Regions from separate parts of the Sus scrofa genome. Here regions 1 and 3 are each linked to region 2. A link is a contact called in public Hi-C and HiChIP or PLAC-seq data. All regions are on one chromosome and are shown on one strand. Each heading gives the region's core, a stretch centred on a gene start, on an enhancer-like site or on the middle of the called end of the contact. The rest is flanking DNA. Distances are from core to core; before and after follow the strand shown. Region 1 overlaps ACTN1 (actinin, alpha 1). Region 2 overlaps DCAF5 (DDB1- and CUL4-associated factor 5). Region 3 overlaps ACTN1 (actinin, alpha 1).

Region 1 (2,837 bases), core at 181-2,680, 160 kb after region 2:
TGTCCCCATTTTACAGATGTGAAAACTGAGGCTCAGAGTCATATGCTAAGAGGCACTTGCCTTCTGAAGACATTTTAAAGGAAGTATAGGGACAGGATACTTGCTAAAGATGTAATGGAAAGCTCGGAGAGGATTCTGTGTGAGAGCAGGACTGTGAGACCCACAGAGAAGGCAGACAACGATGCTTCTCTCTCTCCATCAACTCCGTGGGTCTCAGTCCAGCTCAGGTGTCCTATACTCCCCCACCTCCTGATGGAGCCTGGCCAGCCCCAATGCAACCTTGAACCACAACTGCAGGATAGTTACGTCTTTGCCTCCTAAAATCCCCTTTATACCAGATGCAACGTGGGTCTGTGCTTTAAGGTCAAGTGGGAAATTGAGCAGGAGTCCAGGTTCTCTGCCAGCACTGCCCTCTCTGTCCAGGGCCCTTGAGGCTGTGGGGAGAGGGGCTGTGAGAAGGGACCCAGCCCTCACCGTAGCTCTGGGAGCACTTCCAGCATGGTACCCGGGCCCTTTCCTGAGACTCGTCTGCATCCCTGAGCTCAGAGTGAGTCCACTGAAGGCCCCTAAGCTCCTCCTGTCTCCTTACTCTGGCTGTGAGCCAGAGCAGGGACGCCGGAGCAGAGGAAGTCAGCTAGGGCAGGGCCTGATTGGGGGTGAGGCAGTAAAATGGCCCCCTGCCCACTATCTAGATGAGGCCAGACCATAACCCTATTGGCATAGCAGTGCCCACCCTTCTGGGGTGTCCGGGCTGGAGGCCCTTGGGGCCAGGCCCTCTAGCCATGGGCATCCCTTATGGCTGTTGGCTTTTCCTCCTGCTAAGGGGTGGGTGCTCCCTCTGTCATCCTGTGGGAGCTGGGGTGTCAAGGTCAGGGCCTCCCCGTGCTGGAGGAGGGGTGTGGCTGTGAGGAGGGGTGTGCGTGGAGGACCTCACCTCTGGGCCTGCTCTCCCCTCCTTGGCCCCATCAGCCTCCTCTGCTGGGGACCCACCAGGCCACCGTCAAAGTCACAGCCTCTCTCCCTGTAATGCATCAGCGCCTGGTCAAGGAGGGTCCTCAGACACAAGGTATCATCTTGGGGACCCAGTGCAGCACTTGTAGGGGTGGGAGGCAAGGAGGAGGTGCGGGTGGGAGCACAGAGGGCAGGGACCTCTGAGGCCCCTCCCCAGGCAGGTTCCAGGGCAGCTAATTTTTCTCCTCCCTCTTACCATTTATTGGGCACCTTCTAAGAGGCAGGTCCCCCTGAGACATTTTTTAGTTAATGCCCTTGACTTCTGTGAAGTGCTCCCACTCCGCTACTTTATTGCTGAGGGACCTGAGGTTTAGGCAGGTGAGTCTGTGGCTCACACGGTGGTACAGAGTGGATCTAAGCGCTGAACCGCATCTGGTTCCCCCCAAGTGCATGTACTTAATCACTGAGTTACCCCACCCTTTCCTCTATGGCCTGAGCTTCGAGCTGGGTGCTTCTTGCTGGGGGAAGCTTCCTGCGGGGGAGGTGCTGGAGGCCCCCTTCATGGCAGTTACCTGTGGGGGCCGGGCTGGGCGCTTGGGGATTTTAGCTAAGTGCAGCCTCAGAGACCCGGCTTTGTAGGGGGGGTGTGCAGCGGTGGGGGGGGGGTGCGCATGGGGGGCTGGAATCTGGGCAAACACAGGTGCTTTTCAGCCTCCGGGCCTTGGCGTCTCCAGGAAGTGGGGCTGGCTGCTTTCAACAGCACTTTTCCTCTTTGCAAAAGTGGTATCTTTTTTACACACACCCGGCCTCTTCCTCCTTCCTCTCCCCCCCCACCCCCAACGACTGGGTAGTAAACAGATTTCCCAGCTGGGGGTGCTGCCGATTCCCACCAGGCCCTGGGCCTTGTTGGACCTGAAACTATCCCTTTGAGCTGCTGGGGGGATCTACTTCCTTCCCTCCTGAGAAGACCCCAAGCAGGGGCTGGGTGAGGGCCCTGGAGGGAGAAGAGAGCAAAGGCTGTGGAAATAACTGACGGTGGTAAATGCCCCACCCTGCCCCGCCCTGCCGTGAACTTAGAGTGTGATGACACCTGGGCAGAAGCGCCTATGTGGACAGAGAGCAGCTGCGAGAGAATAAGGAACCACAAACTATATTTATTTTAAAGATTTTTGAAATCCTTTAATATTTTTTGCATCAAGACATGTACAGCAGGAGTTTCCCTTGTGGCGCAGCAGAAACGAATCCGACTTGGAACCATGAGGTGGCGGGTTTGATCCCTGGCCTCGCTCAGTGGGTTAAGGATCCATCGTGGTGGTGAGCTGTGGTGTAGGTCACAGACGTGGCTCCAGTCTGGCATTGCTGGGGCTGTGGTGTAGGCAGGCCAGTGGCTACAGCTCCGATTAGACCCCTAGCCTGGGAACCTCCAAATGCCGCAGGTGGGGCCGTAAAAGGCAAAAAAGGCAAAAAAAAAAAAAAAAAAAGTACAACCAAAGGAAAAGAAAAACTAAGTAGTCCCTCAGCCCCTGCTAGGTTTGCAATGCCAGCATCAGGGGATGGGGACCGCAGGAGATACTGAGTATTTCTTGCCCTGTTGCATCCCCTTTCCTCTGGGCTTCTACCTCCAGAGGGTCCCGAGAGGCGTGTTTGGCCCGTCACCCCTCTGCCCTGATGCCGTTCAGGTGCGGTTGGATCTCCCAGGACCCTCCCACTTTGCATGGGTTCTTTACTTTGCTCCTTCACCCCGTTGTCTCAATTTTATTTTCTTTTTTATGGCCGCACCTGCGGCTCCTGGGCCAGGGGTCGAATTGGAGCTATAGCTGCAGCCTGTGCCACAGCCATGACAATACCGGATCTGGATCTGGATTTGAGCCACATCTGTGATCTAC
Region 2 (2,882 bases), core at 19-2,518:
ATAAATCAAACCAGATATTATGCCAGAGAGCCTATACTTCTTATCAGATTATCCTAGGTTCACTAGGTAATTCATTAGCTCCCCAAATACAACTACAATTTCAAGAACTTGGGCTTGGGATAAAGTATAAAACCAGCTGAACCTACTTCGTGACTTCCCCATGCTCACTGCCACTATTGAAAATCAATTCTAACTATAGAGTTATTAGAGATTCTTTTGTGCAGTCCTTCCTTTTACAGATGAGAAAACAGGCTTAGAGAGGTTAGGTACACAGTTAAGACAAATACAGATTTGTAGCTGAGTGGGACTATAATACAGAGTTTTGAGCTTTCAGTAGAGACTCCTTTAATTCTACAAGAGGTCACAACCTAATGCCAACAGAAGCAAGGCAAGCAGAGAAATGGGTGTTTTGTGCTAGAAGTAAAAAGTAGGGAGTAGTGGGGCCTGTGGCCAGCTGGAGCGGCCACCCCATTCTAAATCCAAATCAATGCCATAAAGTAAAGCTTTGACTCAGCTTCAGCCCACTGTTGCCAAGAAGGCCTTTGGGTTTTTTCAAGGGAAGCCAGAGATAAAGATTTTTTTTTTAATGTGAAGTTTCCTGATTTTAAATATTACAGCAAATTCATACTTCATAGTATGGATCAAAGAAACCTATGTACCACAACACCTATTCTGTTCTAGCACCACCAGATTCAAACCTCTGTGCTTCATCAGGATGTTTTTTTGTCATGTTTAATTTCTTGGTCTTTCACCAACTCATAGGTGAATGGAGACCTGTTCTTTTTTCCTGTTTTCTACTGAACCTTTCCTGAGTTCCTGCTCTTACCCTCCATCCCTGCCCCCAGTCTTATAAAATAAGAAAGCAGATAATTACTGAGCATCTACAGTGTGCCTGATGCTGTGGTAGACACATTCATATGACTGCCAGGCAGACCCTCTTTGAGATTTTCATTCAAAGCCCTGTATAGTCTCTTGTCTTCCCTACTTTTGGCTAAAAATACATGGTTTGCTTATTGCGCCATGACGGGAACTCCCATATTTGGATTTTTTGTTTGCTTTTCGTTTTCTCCCTGAAGCCTGACTGGATGCATTCTATCTCCCAAGCTTCATACTCAGCTCTCTACTCAGTGAGCCAATCTCTTCACAGGGTTAAAAGGGAAGGCCAGTTTTCCACCTGCTAGCTTTTCTGGCACACATTTGTAAGACAGCACCCGGCTTTTGTTCCCTTTCTTTCACAATTCCTTAAATGGCTCTTGCCCTAGATTGTGAGAGTCCAGCAGAGCAGCAGCTCAGGCTTCTGGGAAGTAAGTCTTTCAGGCTAATGGGTATGTGTATGGCCTGGAAATGGTCAGGTGGTAATTTTTAAATCTTCTCTTGCTTTAGTCTCATCTAATACCTGGCTTAGTAATCCCTGTATCTTGCTGAAACTGGGGTGGGGAAGGAAGGAGAAAGTATAATAAAGTTTTCTTGAAAGGATTGATCCCTGGAGTGTCTGAACATTGGGGTCACTTATACATGCCTTTCTTTTGAACTTGATAGATGGCAAGGCCCCTAACGTCATGATCATTAAGTCATAGTATCTCATCCCGTGGAGAAAAGAGCTGACTTCTTCCCTGGGAATGCAACAGAATGGCTTGAATACATGGCCTGGCCTCAGACATTACATCACCACTCAACCTTTCTGTGTTGACATTATACGAATATAACAGAGGTGCAGGAATTTGCTGGGAAGTGTGCTCCAGGCCAGTGAGGCACCCTAGAAAGTTATAACTTTGCTTTAAAAAAAAAAAAAAAAAGCAAAAACTCCATGCAGCCCTGATTAAACTCTTGGGAGCCTAGCGTGCCATATGTTCCCCTTCAGCTTAAGTAAAGGCCTACTTTTAATAGAGGGAGATTCAACTCTTGGGTTCCATCCTTTGACTTGCTCTGTGTCTTTAGGCTAACTTTTTCTTCTTCTCCTTGTCTGTCTTTTATATCATGTATATTTAGCCCTTTAGCTTTTAAAGCAGTTTCATATCATATTAATCTTCCTAGCAACCTTTGGGTGTAGTTGGACAGGTTTCATCCCCATGTGAAACTAAGGTCTAGAGTAGTTTGAAACAGCAGATCTAATCAGTAGCAGAACCAGAACTAGACTTACTCCCTTGTCTATGATTGTACCTACCTTTTCCTGTAGGTGTGCTGCCACTTGTGTTATAGAGATAAAGTGATGATAGTCTTTTCCACGGGCTAGTGAGGGAGAGCGGAACACAGAATGCTGTGGCAGAGGAATTCCTTGTTGTATGTATTTTTTAGGTGAATATTTTAGTAGACTTTTATAAAGCGAAGGTAGCATGAAGATAACTTGTTTATTTGTAACTCTTTGAATCCTGAACCTCTTTGAAAGTATAAAATCTTTGAATATTCATTTAAGAAAAATGTACATATGTACATAGTTTTGCATGTAATATTAAGGCATTTGTGGAATTCCTAAAAACTAGGAGTTTCAGGTATTAGCAATCCTGTGTTAAGATTTTACTCATGGATTAAACCATATTCTGGTTCATTTACTGATAAAGAACTTAGAAAGCTTAAGAGGTTTTGGAGTATATGCAGACCTGCTAGATAATGGCTGGTTTAGGAGCAGATGGAATTGATGTGATCTGGTGACATGGTGTGGCAGTTCTCCTTTAATGTATAATTCCTGACTGGGAGGCTGGGCTGCCCTAGGAAATGGTAGATACTAATGATGGGAACAGTATAACCTACCCTACCTGCCCCATTCTCCTTATAGAATTTACTTTAAGTAGCTGTACCTCTTTCTGGGGAGGTGTCTTTAAAAAAAGAGAGAAGAGGAGGAGTTCCCATGTGGTGCAGTAAGTTCAGGACCTGGCATTGACAGT
Region 3 (2,706 bases), core at 41-2,540, 140 kb after region 2:
TGATGGCATAAGGGACTAGGCTTACAAGGAGGATGGGTAGAGAGGAGTGGGCCTCAGAGCTAAGATTTAAGAAAGAGGACCTCCAGTGCGCTGAAGCTGGAGACGCGGCAGAAGCAATGAAAATGTTCTTACATTTGGGCCAGGTCCTTGCACCCCCAGGATTGTGTCCTGAGGAGACTGTCCAGCTAAAACAAAGAAATGCTTCAGAATGTTCTCTGTGCTCTCCACCAGAGCCAAAGGGAAGGCTTCCATGTCTCACTAACGTTGGGGGGGGGGGGGGATGTAACAAACCATCCTGACACATGGTGGTGGAACATTTTTTCAGCCTTTCAATGACATTTAGGAAGATTACACAGGAATAAAATGTTCCACAGACTGTTGAAAGTGGGGGAACTTTATATAATATATATGTTATGATCGGTTGCAACTGTAAAACCCGGGTAAACAGGAAGATAACGTACAAAAGAGAAAATGGCAGCGTTCCCGTCGTGGCGCAGAGGAAACAAATCCGACTAGGAACCGTGAGGTTGCAGGTTCGATCCCTGGCCTCGCTCAGTGGCTTAAGGATCTCACATTGACAGGAGCTGTGGTGTAGGTCACAGATGAGGCTCAGATCTGACGTTGCTGTGGCTCTGGCAGAGGCCAGCGGCTACAGCTCCGATTAGATCCCTAGCCTTGGAACCTCCATATGCCGCAGGTGTGGCCCTAAAAAGACACACACACAAAAAAAAACCCAAAAAAAAAAAAAAAAAAAAAAAGGATTCAGATGTTTTAGCAAGTCAGTAAATTTCTGTCCAAACAACATTCCTCCCCAAATGTTTTTCTGCTATCACCTGGTTCCTTTGCTGGAGGAATGGCAGCTTGGTGAGATTTAACGGTCCTGTCTGAGCGCTTTGGTGTGTTCACCGCTGGGTTCCATGGAGCAGACAGAGTGGGTAAGACATGGTCCCCTCAGCTTGAGAGCAGGGAATGTGTCACCTCGCTGGGGAGACAGGATGTGCTGGGCAAGCTGATCAGTGTTGGCTGCTGAAGTGTGGCCCTGGTATGGCCTGGGGGCATGGCGGGGGAGGGGCAGGTGAGTGGCTGTTCCGGACCTCGCGGAGGTTGGAAGGATCTGTAGGACCAGGAGAGCTTTCAGGACCCTGGAGCAACCAGCCTGGCAGGCAGGAAGCCTGCAAAGCTCAGCAAGAGTCCAGTTCCCCTGAGTTCTATCCGGGTCATCACCGCCTTGAATGAGATCAGAGTTAAATAAATGCCTGTGATTCACCCCATTTTCTAAAGACTGGAAACTGAAGTCCAGGAAGTGAACTCTTCCAGGAATCTCAGTCTCCAGGGACAGGGCTGTTGCACAGGCAGGCGCCCTGTGGGTTGCCTGTGCTCTGTCTGCAAGCCCCACTCATGGCCCCCCCAGGGCCGGACTCCCTGCTCAAGATCCCCTCCTGGAAGGCTCCCCTTTGGTCCCCTCTGGGCTGCTGGTGGGCCATCAGCCTTCTTCCCCAGTGGTCTCTCCTTTTGAATCTGTGTCTGGCCTGCAGGGGTGCTGGGCACTTCTGCCCGCCCCCCCCATTGGTACTTGCCACTTGGGGACCTTGACATTTTGTTGAAGAGGGGCTGTGACGGAGAGCCTGGGAGGGTGAGAACCAGAGACGCTGGCTCTTTAAGGCTTGGCCTTCAAGTGAAGTTTGGCAGAGGGGGCACTGAACGTTTAATTTTAGGGCCAGGAGGGGGTGGGGGAAAGTCCCTGCTGCATCTGGTTTGTGTTAAGCCCTTCCCTTCAGAAAAGGGCTGTGTTTATGATTCAAGTCGGGCAGAGATGGGGTGGGGGGGGGCTCCACTTTCCGTACTGGGCAGTGGGGCACAGGGAGTGCACAGAGCTTCCTTCTGGCCCTCTGACCCCATCTCAAGCAAAATGCTTGCAACTTTGAGAAAACTTCGACATCCGTTTTGTCCCTGAGGTTAAAGCAGTCATTTGCCTTCGGATGGCCTCCAGCAGCTGGCCTTTGCAGGCTGAGCTGCCGAACTGCCAGAGCTGGCCGGCTGTCAGCTCGGCTCGTCTGGAGCCTGCAGGTCCTAGACGGGTCAGCAGTGCTCCTGGCTCCTGCAGGCCTCTTGACCGCAATCCAGGGGTGGAGGGGGCTTGCGTCCAGGATGCCTAGGTTGTCAGAGCTGGCAGGTCCTGCAGAGACCAGACCCAGTCCCCTTTTGACAGATAAGGAACTCGAGGCCCAGAGAGCTGAAGAAGCTTGTCCAAAGTCACACAGCAAATGGGCAGCCGACTTGGCATTCATACCACACTTTCCTCTCAGTTTGGTTCGGGGCTCTTTTGGGGGCCCCATAAGGCTTCCCCTTCTGCCTGCTGTTTGCGTTACTCTTCCAGGCTCTGCTCCCTCAAAGGGCTGGCCTTGGGGACCAGGGTTGTGATGGCAGGTCTTGATACTTGGTGGCGACACTCACGAGCTGTAAGAGCCTCAAAGGCTTCCTGACTCACCGTTGTTTTCCAGCACTGGCATGGTCCCTTGGCACAGGATAAGAGCTCAGAAAATATTAGATGAATGAATGAGTGGGTGGCCTGGCCTGAGGGTGGAGGTGCTTGTGTTCCAGTTCGAAGCCTTGTGTTTCCTTCTGAGCATCCGTTCTGAAGCCGTCCTGTTCCAAGGCTGTGTCCTGTCTTCTCCAGCCTTTCTCAGTTCTGGCGCATCAGTAGTT

Evidence for each region. A called contact is a pair of places that touch in the nucleus more often than the background predicts. HiChIP or PLAC-seq counts read pairs in DNA pulled down with a chosen protein or histone mark.
Region 1: a Hi-C map of liver shows a contact between it and region 2, with 2.1 times the contacts expected there. The contact joins two enhancer-like sites. A contact is called at or near these places in 1 of 5 promoter capture datasets (liver), 25 of 47 Hi-C or Micro-C datasets (alveolar macrophages, blood, brain and 13 more) and 2 of 2 datasets of contacts at active chromatin or transcription factors (alveolar macrophages and skeletal muscle).
Region 3: a contact with region 2 is called in an H3K27ac HiChIP or PLAC-seq map of alveolar macrophages. The contact joins two enhancer-like sites. A contact is called at or near these places in 1 of 47 Hi-C or Micro-C datasets (embryonic fibroblasts) and 2 of 2 datasets of contacts at active chromatin or transcription factors (alveolar macrophages and skeletal muscle).

Annotation. Positions count from the first base shown.
Region 1 is chr7:92,588,489-92,591,325 of Sscrofa11.1, reverse strand. All of the region lies in intron 1 of ACTN1 (actinin, alpha 1), which reads left to right. Among named protein-coding and RNA genes, the nearest start is that of ACTN1, 55 kb to the left of the region's middle. Within about 2 kb of position 1,430, at least 22 of the 83 cell types and tissues checked have an H3K27ac peak or open chromatin away from gene starts, as enhancers often do. A contact at or near this core is called in alveolar macrophages, liver and retroperitoneal adipose tissue, where this site is marked.
Region 2 is chr7:92,752,452-92,755,333 of Sscrofa11.1, reverse strand. The region is part of intron 6 of DCAF5 (DDB1- and CUL4-associated factor 5); the gene reads left to right. Among named protein-coding and RNA genes, the nearest start is that of DCAF5, 59 kb to the left of the region's middle. Within about 2 kb of position 1,268, at least 22 of the 83 cell types and tissues checked have an H3K27ac peak or open chromatin away from gene starts, as enhancers often do. A contact at or near this core is called in alveolar macrophages, liver and retroperitoneal adipose tissue, where this site is marked.
Region 3 is chr7:92,612,840-92,615,545 of Sscrofa11.1, reverse strand. The region is part of intron 1 of ACTN1 (actinin, alpha 1); the gene reads left to right. Among named protein-coding and RNA genes, the nearest start is that of ACTN1, 31 kb to the left of the region's middle. Within about 2 kb of position 1,290, at least 32 of the 83 cell types and tissues checked have an H3K27ac peak or open chromatin away from gene starts, as enhancers often do. A contact at or near this core is called in alveolar macrophages, where this site is marked.